2 separate regions of the Danio rerio genome follow, and region 1 is linked to region 2. The links are chromatin contacts, called in public Micro-C maps. All regions are on one chromosome and are shown on one strand. Each heading gives the region's core, a stretch centred on a gene start, on an enhancer-like site or on the middle of the called end of the contact. The rest is flanking DNA. Distances are from core to core; before and after follow the strand shown. Region 1 holds the start of LOC141380617 (a long non-coding RNA gene). Region 2 holds the start of plcg1 (phospholipase C, gamma 1).

Region 1 (6,991 bases), core at 149-2,648, 480 kb after region 2:
ACCTGCGTTTCAGACAAAAAAAAACATGGAATTCATTCATTCATTCATTTTCTTGTCGGCTTAGTCTCTTTATTAATCCGGGGTCGCCACAGCGGAATGAACCGCCAACTTATCCAGCAACTTTTTACGCAGCGCATGCCCTTCCAGCTGCAACCCATCTCTGGCAAACATCACACACTCACTCATACACTACGGACAATTTAGCCTACCCAATTTACCTGTGCTGCATGGCTTTGGACTGTGGGGGAAACCGGAGCACCCGAAGAAACCCACGTGAACGCAGGGGGAGAACATGCAAACTCCACACAGAAACGCCAACTGAGTCGAGGGTCGAACCAGTGACCCAGCGACCTTCTTGCTGTGAAGCATCAGCACTACCTACTGCGCCACTGAAAAAATATTATAAACGTTCAGAACATAACGCGATGTCTACAAGCAGACATTATCACTGTGTTTGCTCAGTCCAGCTTGTCAGCAAGGTGCAGTACGTGATACACAGACACACGAATGAACATTATGAAAATGAAAGTTTGTTGTACTGTTGGTGGTTCACTTTCGTTATTTGGTAGGATTGCATTTATACTAGTAGTGAACCAGACCAGAGTTTGTGTGAACCCTACCCCAGACCACCTCTTTCAGGCAGACTTGGGTACAGGTGTCGTACTCTGATTTCAAATGAACCCAGGTGCGGACCAAAAGTGCTAGTGTGAAAGCACCCTAAAATATACAAATGAACTCTCAAATGAATCATTTTTGATAGTTATTACATTAAAATGTTATGAATAGCCGTGAGATTGCATTGGCATTACTGAAAGCAAAGCACCGGCTTCACAGATAGGGTTACTTTGAACGGTCATATGAACAGACCTGTTAAAATGTTTTTGTGTTGCCTTTGAAAAACAGCACAATATGGGTTCAAAATGACATGCGGGTTAGTAAATAATGGTGGAATTTTCTGTTTTGAGTGACCTGTTTCTTTAAATCCAGACTCTTCTCTCCAGACAGCAAACTACGCATTAAATTCCCCAAGCCTTTTAATTGGCTCTAGATCCATTAGACAGCACCAAGTGTTATTTGCCATAGTTGCACTTAGCTCACTGATTGGTTCATGGCCCGGAGAGAACAGGCAAGAGAGACGGAAGAAAGAGAAAGGCTGCATGAGCCATCTATCTTTTGCAGTTGAGAGCGGCTATTGATTTTCTCAGCCAATAGATTGCTCACATGGATAATTGGTAAATTAGCCTGGTAATTGGTCACAATAATTAGCCATTTTAGGATATCATGTGTAATGAGTAATATTGCTGTTCACATTCCCCGGCTCAGTTTAGAGCGGAGCGATTCCCTCCCCCAACAGAAGAGCGGCCGATCAATCGGAGAGCAGTCTTCCTCTCCCATCCTCCTTTCCTTTCCATTTAGCACGGCAGGCTTTCCCGTAATACTACATCTGTAGAGGGGCTGCCTGAAGGAATGCTTGCATATACATACATACACTTGGGTGTGATTTCAAAGGTATGGAAACTAACCGGGCAACTGGAGTTGAGTGTGTAAGCAGACATTTGGCAAGTATTAACCGCACAGTTTTACAGTAAATAAACACAAGTAGGTTAAAGGGGAAGGGTGTTTTTTCTTTCAAAGTTAAAATGTTATCCTATCCTAGCTTCCCTGAAAAGTGTAAACACTGTGGCGTTATAGAAATGTTGATGTTTCTTTGAGAAGCCTTACCAACAACGGTGGCATAGACTTGCTTGGTGCAGGATTATGTGCACAATCAATCAACAATTCAAAGAATAATAATATTAATCCACAAATTTGGTGACACGGTGGCTCAGAGGATAGCACTGTCACCTCACAGAAAGAAGGTCACTGGTTTGAGTCCCGGCTGGGTCAGATAGCTTTCATGTGTGGAGTTTGCATGTTCTCCCTGTGTTGTTGTGTGTTGATGCTCTGTTTTCCCCTACAGTCCAAGGACATGTGGGTAAAGCCGTATAGCTGAATTGAACACACTAAATTGGCCATAGTGTATGTTTCCCAGTACTGGGTTGCAGCTGGAAGGGCATTCGCTGTGTAAAACCTATGCTGGATAAGTTGGTGGTTCATTTTGCTGTGGCGTCCCTTGATGAATAAAGGGACTGTGATGAATAAAGGAAAATTAATAAATCCACAAGTGCGGTTTATTTATAAACTAATTTCAAGAGGATTGCGCGCTTATGATTGAACACAGCTGGTACCGCATCAGCTCTGTATATTGCAGATGAATACTGACACACTATAAACAACCAGAGCTTTCTACTCTAGTCATCTTCGTCTTGAGAATCCCCCCTTCCACCCCTACTCCTCCCCTTCTCTTATAGGGTGGCACAGCGGCCCAGTGGTTGGCACTGTTGGCTCACAGCAAGAACGCCGCTGGTTCTGCCCCTCTCCTTGGCGTTTCTGTGCATGTTCTCCCAGTGTTTGCATGGGTTTTCCCCAGGTTTACTGGTTTCCTCCCACCGTTTGACATGCACCGTAAGTAAATTGACTTCAAAATAGCATCTTAAGACAACTCTTAGCCAGATACATCTCAGCACGTTCACAAGCAGGGGAGTTCTCTGGACCTACCTGAGCTCAAACTCTCCTCTCACCTTCAAACGGGTGGGAGCCCCGAGCTCGAGGATATTCTGAGCTCTTGCCAAACACGCTTTATTATCAATCATCAGCTAAGTGTAAACTCTTGAAATTTGGTTTGTAACATAGCCTACGAAAAATGTAAATCATATGTTAAATTCACTTGAAAGTGAAGAACTAGTTGGAGAACGCCCATCTAAACTACTGAAGCACTAGGCTTACAATATGGAAAGTACTTCAAGAGTTTTGAATTCTGATTTCAAAGAGATGTGTGTCTTGCCTGGACATAATCTCATGACATCAACCCCCCCTCATGGAAGAAGAAAGCCATTGTGTGTTTACAACTGTAACAATAACACTCAGGATGAGCTAAAATCCCAAAGATTTAATCTAAATCATCACAGTTAAATTACTTATTAAGATCCTTAAGAGTTCTTCTTGAGAGACATGTTTGTCTGAAATTCTAGGGCAGGGATGCCCAAATTTGGTCCTGGAGGGTTGATGCCCAGGAGTTCCAACCCCAACTACTGAACTACTGACACAACTAAACCAGCTAATCAAGCTTCTACTGTGGCAGCGTTCCATTCCACTTTTAGACACACCCTTGCAAAGTTCCCTTCCCATGTTCCCTCGGGGAATCCTCAGTGTCATTTTAAAGTGCGTTCAACAAGTGCAATGTGATTATGACATCACAATAGTGTAGTTCCCAAGTGCTCAAGGGTTTAGGGCAGGGGTGTCCAAACTTGATCCTGGAGGGCCAGTGTCCTGCTGAGTTTAGCTCCAACTTGCTTCACCACACCTGCCAGGAAGTTTCTAGTACAGGGGTGCCCAAACATGGTCCTGAAGGGCCAGTGTGTTCTGCATATTTTAGTTTCAACCCCGAACCAGCTAATCAAGCTCTTTACCTTCACTACAATCTTCCAGGCAGGTATGCTGAAGGAAGTTGGAGCTATGCAGGACACCGGCCCTCCAGGACCGAGTTTGGACACCCCTGGATCAGGGCATCCCATTTAAACCCATTCAGATATTCAGCTAGTAGCAGACACTTTTGTAATGTAATCAATGACGTGCATCTGAGGCAACATGATGGAGAGAAGTCAGCAAGTGAAGGTCACTGGAATGCAGCCTAGGTATACTTGAAACCTCAGGGCAGGTGTGTTGAAGCAAGTTGGAGCTAAACTCTGCAGGACACAGGCCTACCAGGACTGAGTTTGAGCACCCCTGTTCTAGGGGCTTCCACTTTAAATTTACATGCCTCTAAACCAGTGGTGTCCAAACTCGGTGCTGGAGGGCCAGTGTCCTGCTGATTTTAGCTTTAACTTGCTTCAACACACCTGCCAGGAAGTTTCTAGGACAGGGGTGGCCATATCAAACACACCTGCTTGTAATTATCACATGGTGTTCAGGTCCTAATTAATTGGTTCAGGTGTGTTTGATATGGGTAGCAACTGAAATCTGTAGGAAGGTAGTTCTCCAGGAGCAGGGTTGGCCACCACTGTTCTAGGATATCTAGTAGGAGCTTTATTAGTTGGCTCAGGTGTGTTTGATTAGGGTTGGAGCTAAACTCTCCAGGACACCGGCCCTCCAGGACCGAGTTTGGACACCCCTGCTCTAAACATACCATACCATGAAGAAAACTGTGATTTGTAAATATATTAATTCAGCAAAATATTCATTTTTACAGCTCTGACATGGGAAGAGTATGAAACTGATTTGAGCTGAATAATGACTTCTCTCTTCTGGCCTTTATAAAGTGTTATAAAAATAAAGATGACTTGACTAGTTTGCCCAACCAATGACAAAGGAGAGGAGTGTTCAAAACATTCATTTTTATTTTTGCAACTTCACTTTTAAGGGTCAAATGAGGAACCAGAGATTGCTGCATTAGTAATTTGGATATAGAATTTTTAGTTTGCTTGCAAAGCCCAAAATATCAACATCTGCCTCAACCACCGATGGCACGAGTTCCTTATTGAGCGATCTGTTGTCTAAATGGTAGATGGGGGCACTGTTTAGCAAACCAGTTTGCAGCGATCATTATATTGATGCTGCTAGTAAACAGAACGAAAAAAAAAAAATCCCACACTTCACCACAAAACAGGGACACGACAGATCAGCTGCCTGATGTTTTTGGCTAAAACATGCACACACTCGCAGACAAATCTGGAGTCATCACCTCTTTATCATGTAGTGCTTCACCATATGTGTGTTTTGATGTTCTCGTCTGAGTGGAAATCCCCCCGTCCAGACTGCGGTGCCCTGATCCCAACGCTCTAGCGGGAAGAAAAGAACAGACAAGGAAAAGCAATGAGTCATAACCCAATTTACTGTGAATGAGGGGACACAGGAAAGATAGCAGGCCAATTTTATCTTACTGTCTACTTTATTATCTTTAGCTTTTTATGTGTCTCATTTATTGCTATAATCAGTTTGTTCAATTAAGAGAGAGTTTTTTTTCATGCACACTCTTAATTTTACTCATAAACACAAACTTTATTCACAGTTTTCTGTGTATGTGTGTATGTGTGTTACTGTAATCTCCAAGCTCTGCCTGCTGATTCCAATCACTAGGGGAATTTTCGAGTGTGTGCCACTATAAAACTGCGCTTATGAGGTCTGAGGCCACTTTAGCAGGAATGTGATGGGTAAAACTTTTCAACATGTAATTGCGGACATTTCCACACCCAGAATACTGACTGCTTTTTTAAATAATAAGCAATTCTGTTTATCATTTTAATAGTACAGATAATCTTATCTGAAATCAAATAGACTTCTCCTTCTAGGTGTATTCAAATATCTGTCTGAGACAGTGTCTATAGGTAAACGGCTGTTGGCCCAAAGGCTACTTGTACTGTGTAAATGTAGTGCATGATGTTGTTCTTTTTCTCGGACACCCCTTATGCTCTTCTTTTTTGTTGCTGAAAACAGGAAGTGCCCATATTGTGTGCTTCCTATGTCCAGCTCTCTCTTGTAAACCCCCTCCCATGCACACACACACAAATAAAAATAGAGAGTAGTCAAAGCAGAGCTTGCAGGGGAAAAAATGGACTGATTAATAAAATGTGAATGTGTGTTTTTTTTTTTTTTTTTGGTTAACAAATAAATCAAATTTAAATAAAACTGGCTGTCAGTGCAATTCAATTGGTTTGTTACTAGAAAGGGGAATATATTAATTTAGAATATGTAATACAAAGTGATTTCCAAAATGAGTTCTTTCTGACCGAAAATAAAACATTTTAACGTTTAAAATGTAATTAAGCAAAAGTAAAATAATTTTTTATGTGTTTTAAAGTACAAATCCAACAAACATAGCACTTAAGTAACTAATCAACTCAAATTATTCAAGTAAAATATAAACGACAATGTCTAGACTTTAAAAAGTGAGTAAATCTTTTGAACTGAAGTTATTATGGAAATATGTCCATAATTAGAAAAATTAAGTTGACTTAATTGACTCAAAGTTACCATGGGTTTATTTACTGTTTAAGTAAAGTCTACTTATCTCTTTTACGACAAGTAAAAAAGTCAAATTAAGTTCAAAAAGTTTTTTACAGTGTACTTTATACATCTGCATATTTTATATTTAATTATTGAAGTATTTTGAGAGTGTAGGAATACTGCTTTGATTGCATCATTCATCAGACAATCTTTCATCTGAGAAATATGTCAAAGTTACAAAGCATGCTGTCTATCTCATGCAGAAAAGTTAGTTCATGCTTTTATGACTTCTAGAGTTGATTACTGTATTTCTCTGTTCGCTGATTGCCCAGCTTCCTCTATTATTAAACTTTAGTTAGTGCAAAATTCAGCTGCAGAGTTCTACCAGGTCTAGAAAATATGACCATAACTCCCCAATTTTATCCTCCTTACACTAGCGGTTATGTATTAATAAAATATTGCTTTTTACTTAAAAAAGCTTTAAATAATCTAGATCCTGTTTATCTAACCAACCTTCTGTCTCGCTTCTAACACTTCATCTGCATCTGGTGTGAATGCAGCAATAGAAATGAATAGCGGTAACCTGGAGTTGTAGCAAGTATTGTGTTTATTATTGCCAAAAAGCACACTCCAACCACATTAATCTTCCTGTGCTTGAAATAGCTACCTTGTTGTCTAATTTAAACCAATTTTCTTCCAAATACAATAATCCACCTAATAATCCTTATTCTGGTTGAGGCATAATCTGACAGGGATGTATTTTTCGCCAGTACACCAACTTCTAGCATGACTGTCACCAAACAAACTACATTTGGGACATGTAGAAATTTAAAGATCAGAATTTTAAACATATTACACAGCAAAACTTTTAATATTAAATCAAGCAAATATATATCATTCGAATAAGTTGCTTTCCCCAACGGCACAAACAGTTGTAACATTTTTGTGG
Region 2 (7,670 bases), core at 57-2,556:
TCCTCACTGCCGGCTCTCATTGAAAATGAATGACCTCCAGCTACTTTGATGCTCTCGCCGCTTTCGGTGTGAACGTACGGTCATAACGGCAGCCAGAAGAGAGAACAACGTCAAATGTACTGTCCCGCTCCATAGAAGACACTGCATGACAAACACCTCACACAAGTGGTCATTAATTTCGTGTAATTTGACACAAATATTATACCATATATATGTTAATACATATAAATAGACATACTGTATGTTTAAAAAAATCTAAATATTAAAATCTTTTAATGCTGATGAGCGTCAAACATCTTGTGTAAGTGTCCGTGTGAAAGGTTATCAAACCAGATATCTTAATTGCTTAATTAGTAATTAATTACTAGTTTTGAAGTAACTCACCAAACACTGGAATTTTGCTGTGCTTCCATACACACTTGAGGTGGCAGTGTGCGAGTGCTGAAAGTGCGCACTGTGTCTTTAAGAGGCCGTTTGCTGCCCCGGCTGCAGGGCTCGGCTGGTGGGGGGAAGGGCTTCACTCAGCAGCTCATGGCGGAGAGAAGAAACTCTCCGTCGGCTCGATCACCGCGCCGATCCGCCAACACGGCAGAGCACCGGACGACATGAGCCTGCGGAGATTGCGGACAGTCAGCGTGTGTGTTTCTGCTTTCGGCGAGTCCACAGAGCTGCTGCATACAGACACGGTGAGACATAACAGACCTGGCTTATTATTATTAGTAACTGTTAGTAGTATTATCATCATCACCACCACCTCCGTCAGCTCTGCTAACAATATAGGCGCTGCTCCGTGGCTTCATATACAGCCTTCCTGTTCTCATCTGTGGAGTAAAACCGCGACGACGACCTCTTATTAATAAAGCAGAATCTGTGATTTTTTTTTCTCTCTCTCGTTGTTTGCTCATCAAAATAAAGCGTTGTTGGTCATATCGAAGCAAATCACGCATCATAAGTCAGATCAACTCAATTTAATCTACTTAAACATACTAGAATTGAATGATTAGCTTTGATTAAGATCTGCTGTTCTTGTGTGTGATATAATAATATTAATAATCCGTTATGCTCTCATAATCAATACATTAATCACAGCTAATGACTGTGTATTTTTAAATATATAAGTATAAATTAGCATATAGGTGAAGTGTGAATGTACACATGTGGATGTATTGTACAGCAGGCCTCTCTCTCTCTATGTGTGTGTGTGTGTGTGTGTGAGCTCTCCTTTATGCCTTACATTTGCTTTATGTGGTGTTTCTGATGCTTGTTTTTGCTAGGTGTCCTGTGAGCGTTTCTGAGAGGAACTGAAGAACAAACAGGGGAAATGGCTGCGAGCGCGGGCTTCTCCTCCAATGGACCTGTACCCTGGGCTCTGAGCGACACCGAGGTGAACAATCTGTACCGGGATCTGGAGCTGGGCACCGTACTCACGCTCTATTACTCCAAAAAGTCCCAGAGACCCGAGAGGAGGACGTTTCAAGTCAAGCTCGAGACCAGGCAGATTATCTGGACCAGAGGAACGGATAAAATCGATGGCGAAAGTAAGTTCCCTATGCTAATCGCTGCGGGTTTGGATTCAGAAACCAACAGTTTTTTTTAAAAAGCCCCAAAGTGTGTGTCAGTTTTCTGGGGCTCGTTTTTGTTGTGTTGTCCATGACTGGAGCTGTTAGAACCAAAACATACAAAACATGCCCTCCTCCTCCTCCTCTTCTCTTTCTTTACTCCCGGGCAGGGCCAGACTGAGTCTGCACTGTAGAAGTGCTGGGCTCCACACAATCAATTTGTGTTGGGACGACGTAAAGGAATTAACTTAACTCATTAGTTTTCACTAATTTAAGTTGATCGAACATAAAACCATTGAGAAAAAACCCTCAAGAGTGGTGTTGTTTCAGCTTATTTAAAATAAGTAGCTTGAACAAAGAGCAAACTTAATCTTTTGAGTGTGCTGACATTTATATGCTCTTCCTGCGCAGAATTCTCTGTGGATTTATGCTGATTTTAGGACTAAAACCTAGTGGATCTGAACAAAAAACAGCTCCATTGTAATGTCCAAATATCAGTTTTATTAAGTTCAAGTTGTATTTATTTATATAGCACGTTTCCAACTGCAACAAAGTGCTTTACAGAGAGAAAATAACACATGATATGAGCATAAAACAGCAATAAACGCAGTAAAAACAGCAATAAACACATAATAGGAAGGAACATAGAAAGATTATCAATAAAAGAGCAAAATAAAAATACAAAATAATAATAATAATAAAACATTTTTTTCCTAATTAAAAGATGCTACCACAGTTGACCAACACTAAACACGATAGAGAACAAGACCATTTTGATCCCATTCCCAACACCCCACCCCCCTCATTCTGAAAGGGATGGACTTACCGTACGTTCACACCGAAAGCGGCGAGAGCGTCAAAGTAGCCGGAAGTCATTTATTTTCAATGAGAGCCGGCGGCGATAAGCGGCGAGGAGCAGCGCGGCGCGTCTTCGCCGGCGTGAGCGTCGAGGAGAGTTGAAATGAAGTCAACTTTATGGTAATAAGCTATGACGCAGTTCGGCGGCAAGCAATCAGAATAAAGACGTCCATCGCTTGATAGGAGTTCAGAGAACACAGACCTGTGAACTTTAGTTCCGACCACAGTTGTTCCCAAGGGTTTGATTATTGCGGTCGCCGGATTTCCAATTATTTAAATTTAAATTTTTTAAGTTGCTGGCGAGTTACTGATGTTCATTAATGATATATAAATTTATCTTAAAATAGCGGGAATCTCACGCGATGTGACAGTACAAAACAGTACAGCTGCTTCAGGATATTTCAGACATATGAACACATATTGGATAAGTAGAGCAAAGCCACACCACACGCAACTTGATCTTCCATTGTTATATGAATTTGATAAGAAGTGCGCAACATTTTCACGCTAGAAACATGTTTATGCAGGAATGTAACTGATAATGCTGCAACGGCTCCTTTAAATATGAGATCGATGTAGCGAGTTTTGACGCTCTCGCCGCCGGAGCTGAAGGCAGAGAGCGTTGTCGCCAGGGCGGCAAGAGCGACCTTGGACGCTCTCGCCGCTTTCGGTGTGAACGTACGGTTATGCTTCAAAGGATCTAGAAAATAAATGCGTCTTTAATTTAGACTTAAAAATAGGCAGCGACAAAGCCTTTTTTAGTTCTAATGGCGGAGAGTTCATGAGGTGAAGACCTGCTATGGCAAAAGCACGTTCGCCGTTACTTTTGAGGTGGACCTTTGGAACTTTTAATAAAAACTGATCAGCGGAACGCAAGTGTCTTGGAGGAGTGTAGTTAGGGCCAAGACCATGTAGAGGGCCAAGACCATGTAGGGCTTTATACACAAAGAGAAGGGTTTTACATTCGATTCTTTGTGTCATCATTAAAACATTGTAAGTTTTGACGACATTTTTTGTTTAAAGGTTATCAACAAACAACAACAGGATCCTCCCAGGGTCTTAAAGAGTCTTAAAATGTCATAAATTTCACTGGAATTCACTGAAATATTGTCTTGTAGGTGTTCAATCATTATAAACAGGTCTTTAATTTTCCTCTGTCCAAGCAAAGCTGCCCTATCAGGCCAACATCCATCCAATCACCAACAATCCATATAAATAACACCTTGCGATGTGACTATTGCGAATGAACACATTGCGATATCAATGCTGAAACCATATCTTGTGCAGCCCCAATCTATAAATAACAACTTTTTTATATTTAACTTTTTTTGTACTGTAAAGAGATGCGATTTACAGCATTTATTGCAGCAGTTTCTCCAAATTAAATTCTCTAATCAGGGAAAGAAATCTTAAAACAATCACACAATTCCTCATGATAATAACAGAGCAACTCAATCAGTTCGGACCAAAAGCCAGCAAATGTGTATTTCTGATTTGTCTCTATAATAAATAAACCTTTAACATTGTTAATCATGTCATTCAAAAAGAAATATTATGTTGAGAAAAAATGTTTGCGACTAGAGTTTTACTTGTTTTGACACATTAAAATGTCTTTAAGAAATAATATATATGAGCAAATCTGTGCAAATGTCAACCTTGCCACGAAAAAAATTAAGTTCTCACCAAAATACAGGAACTGTTTTTGGGTGTTTTGTTTTAGCAAGTATTTTACAGTGCTTTAGAAATACTCAAATGTATCTGTCAGTGTTTTCAAACTATTATATTTGATTTACCAAACTAACACAAGTGGCAATTTCACATCTGTCACATACATAACGGCGAGATGTCACATCCATAACAACACTTTTTCCTCATAAATGTAAAAATATTAAAGAGAAAATCAAACCAATTTTTGTTTTATAGAGAGCCGACTCTTATCCTTTTGATTAGCGTAAATTGTTTTGGTTTGTGCAATTTAGTTTGCAGAGTTTGTACAAAGTGTGTTGTGTACTGTAAACCCGCAGACTTTTTGTCACATCCATAACACATGTTAGTTTTCCTCATACAAAGTACAAAACGTGTTTACTGATGATGTTTTTCTGGACCCATAACTCTTGTTTTATAAATATGAACAGATGTTTCAATATAATGTTAACATATACTTTCTCTGTGAATTTATATTTTGAGTTTTTACTGCACACGTCACATCCATAACGCAGGAATCCAGGCGCAAAATCCAGCTGGAAATCCCAGAATAGCAGCAGAGTTTAACTGGTTTTGCTTTTATTGTAAAGAGATGCGATTTACAACATTTATTACAGCAGTTTCTCCAAATTAAATTCACTAATCAGGGAAAGAAACTTCCAAACAATTACTTAATTCCTCATGATAATAACTGAGCAGCATATGACTGTTTATGCACATTATATTCCATGATGCATTACTCAATCAATTCAGACCAGAAGTCAGCAAATGTGTATTTCTGATCGTTTATGTCATTGTCTCCATAATAAATAAACTTTAAACAATGTCATCAAAATCATATCATTAAGTAATATTTAATCTAAAAACGGTTCAAAACTACTACAGCCACATTTGTTACAGAAAAAAAAAATTTATATAAATTTAAAAAAAGAGGAGAAATCAGAGAAAAAAATGAAAAATTTAGTTGAAATTTTGTAGCATGTTGATATATTTTTTTTTTTGCAATATTTTGCTTGAATTTAATTGTATCATCTTTCAATTTCTCAATAAAGTGAGTAAAATATTGTTTTAATAAATCGGTTTTGTTTAAATGCACCACATTACATGCCTATATTCATTGAGAAATGGATACAGGCATGTTCAGTGAATATAGGCAATGTCAAAATGGTCAAAGCCAAACAAACACACACCGATTTCTCATTAAAGTGGTTTCAGAATGTCTTCATATTTCGAAAAGTGCATTCTGACAGCAAAGTTACGCAAACCTCTTTCACTTCCCAGATTAGAGCTGAACAATATATAGTTTAAACATCCATATTGCCATGTGTGTATCTGCAATAATCACAGGATCAGTTTATGAATTAAAAATTAAAGGATGAAGATATTATTATTATTTTTATTAAATGCATTTTTTGTATTGTTTATAATAGTTTATTGAGTGAAGACTTTGGTATTTTACATTTGATTGTTCAATTTCTATGTTTCAACACTGTTAGAGTCTCCAGATCAGTGGTAGGGAACCACATGTGGCTCTTTGACCAAAACTATGTGGCTCTCCAGCGCTCTCCCTTCAATACTATTTTACAGTTTTAAACAATCGTTACTAGAAATCTGTTTCCTTTTGAAAATACAATTACAATTGTCTTTTTATTGTTTAGTTTTTTTTTTTTTTACAGCAAAACGAATCAATTTCGACAATTGCACGCGTGTACACTGAAAACAATTGTTCAAAGATGATTCCTTGGATTTACTAAATTTTTTATGTTAAGTGGTTGTAAACAATTTATTTGGGCTGAATTTAAACAAACATATTAAGTTGAACATTATTAAACTTAATTTGTTTGTTTAAATTCAACACAAATAAATTGTTTGCAACAGTTCTGCATGCAACCCTTTTTGTAGTTGTATTGCTGTGGATAAACTTGAATCGCGACACTAATAAAGGGCAAATAACTAAATAATAATTTCTATGTTAACCAATCGATCACATAATTACCATAGAAACAGAAGTTGTTTGCTCTTTATTTTCTAAATAATAGTAAAATAAGTTTTTGTTGTTTAAAACTAGCCACAATTGAAATGTTGCTGCATAGTCTATTTTATTTTTAATTATTTGATTTAACTGTTGTTTATAATAGTTAAATGTTTGTTTATTTTAAATTAGGCTGCTTTTCAGAACAAAATAAGAGTTTGTTTACCAGAATTTAAATTAATTGTCCCTTCACTATTCATGGATTTAACATGTGATGCTTCATATTTGTAATAAATTAATAAATTAAAGGTTTTGTTTTAGCTTTGTTATTTATAGCAGTAGTAACATACACAGTTGAAGTCAGAATTATTCGCCCCCGTTTGAATTTTTTTTTCTTTTTTTAAATATTTCCAAAATGGTTTTTAACTAAGCAAGGAAATTTTCACAGTATGTCTGATAATATTTTTTCTTCTTGAGAAAGTCTTATTTGTTTTATTTCGGCTAGAATAAAAGCAGTTATTCATTTTTATACACCATTTTAAGGACAAAATTATTAGCCCCTTTAATCTAATTTGTTTCCTGATAGTCTACAGAACAAACCATCGTTATACAATGACTTGTTAAGAACCATTGTTATACAATGACCGAATTAAGCCTTTAAATGTCTCTTTAAGCTGTATAGAAGTGTCTTGAAGAATATCTAGTCAAATATTATGTACTGGCATCATGACCAAGATAAAATAAATCAGTTATTAGAGAAGAGTTAATAAAACTATTATGCTTAGAAATGTGTTGAAACAATCTTCTCTCCGTTAAACAGAAATTGGGGGGGGAGAAACAGGAGCTCTAATAATTCAGGGGGGCTAATAATTCTGACTTCAACTGTATGTATACATACATATATATATATATATATATATATATATATATATATATATATATATATATATATATATATATATATATATATAGATATAGATATAGATACAAGAGCAAAATTCAAGAGAAACAAAAATTTGTACAATTTAGTTGAAATGTTGAAGTTTGTAATTTTTTCCCCCAATATTTTGCATGAACTTAATTATATTATCTTTCTTTTTCTAAAGATGTTCTGTGACTAAATGATTATTTTTAATAAATATATCCGTTTAAAAATTCTGTTTTGTTCAAATGCACCAAAATATTTTTATTATATTAACTGAGAAATGAAAAAAATATTCATTTTCAAAATGGGGTGTATGTACTCGTCTATATCTATCTATCTATCTATCTATCTATCTATCTATCTATCTATCTATCTATCTATCCATCCATCCATCCATCCATCCATCCATCCATCCATCCATCCATCCATCCATCCATCCATCCATCCATCCATCCATCCATCCATCCATCCATCCATCCATCCATCCATCCATCCATCCATCCATCCATCCATCCATCCATCCATCCATCCATCCATCCATCCATCCATCCATCCATCCATCCATCCATCCCTCTCTGTCTGTCTATACACACACACATCTTTGCTGAAAAAAGGTTTCCAACCCCTGCATCGGAAAACCATGAAGCACTGT

What was found. Hi-C and Micro-C count contacts between places; a contact is called where the count stands out from the background.
Region 1: a Micro-C map of caudal fin shows a contact between it and region 2, with 10 times the contacts expected there. The contact joins the enhancer-like site here to the promoter of plcg1 in region 2. A contact is called at or near these places in 2 of 18 Hi-C or Micro-C datasets (caudal fin and embryo).

Annotation. Positions count from the first base shown.
Region 1 is chr23:3,272,058-3,279,048 of GRCz12tu, forward strand. The region is part of intron 17 of dhx35 (DEAH-box helicase 35); the gene reads left to right. It overlaps LOC141380617 (a long non-coding RNA gene), which reads right to left and starts at 4,877. Exons shown (of 5, transcript XR_012398939.1): 1 at 4,781-4,877. Within about 2 kb of position 1,399, at least 7 of the 62 cell types and tissues checked have an H3K27ac peak or open chromatin away from gene starts, as enhancers often do. A contact at or near this core is called in caudal fin, where this site is marked.
Region 2 is chr23:2,791,379-2,799,048 of GRCz12tu, forward strand. plcg1 (phospholipase C, gamma 1) reads left to right here and starts at 1,307. Exons shown (of 32, transcript NM_194407.1): 1 at 1,307-1,538. The coding sequence starts at 1,322.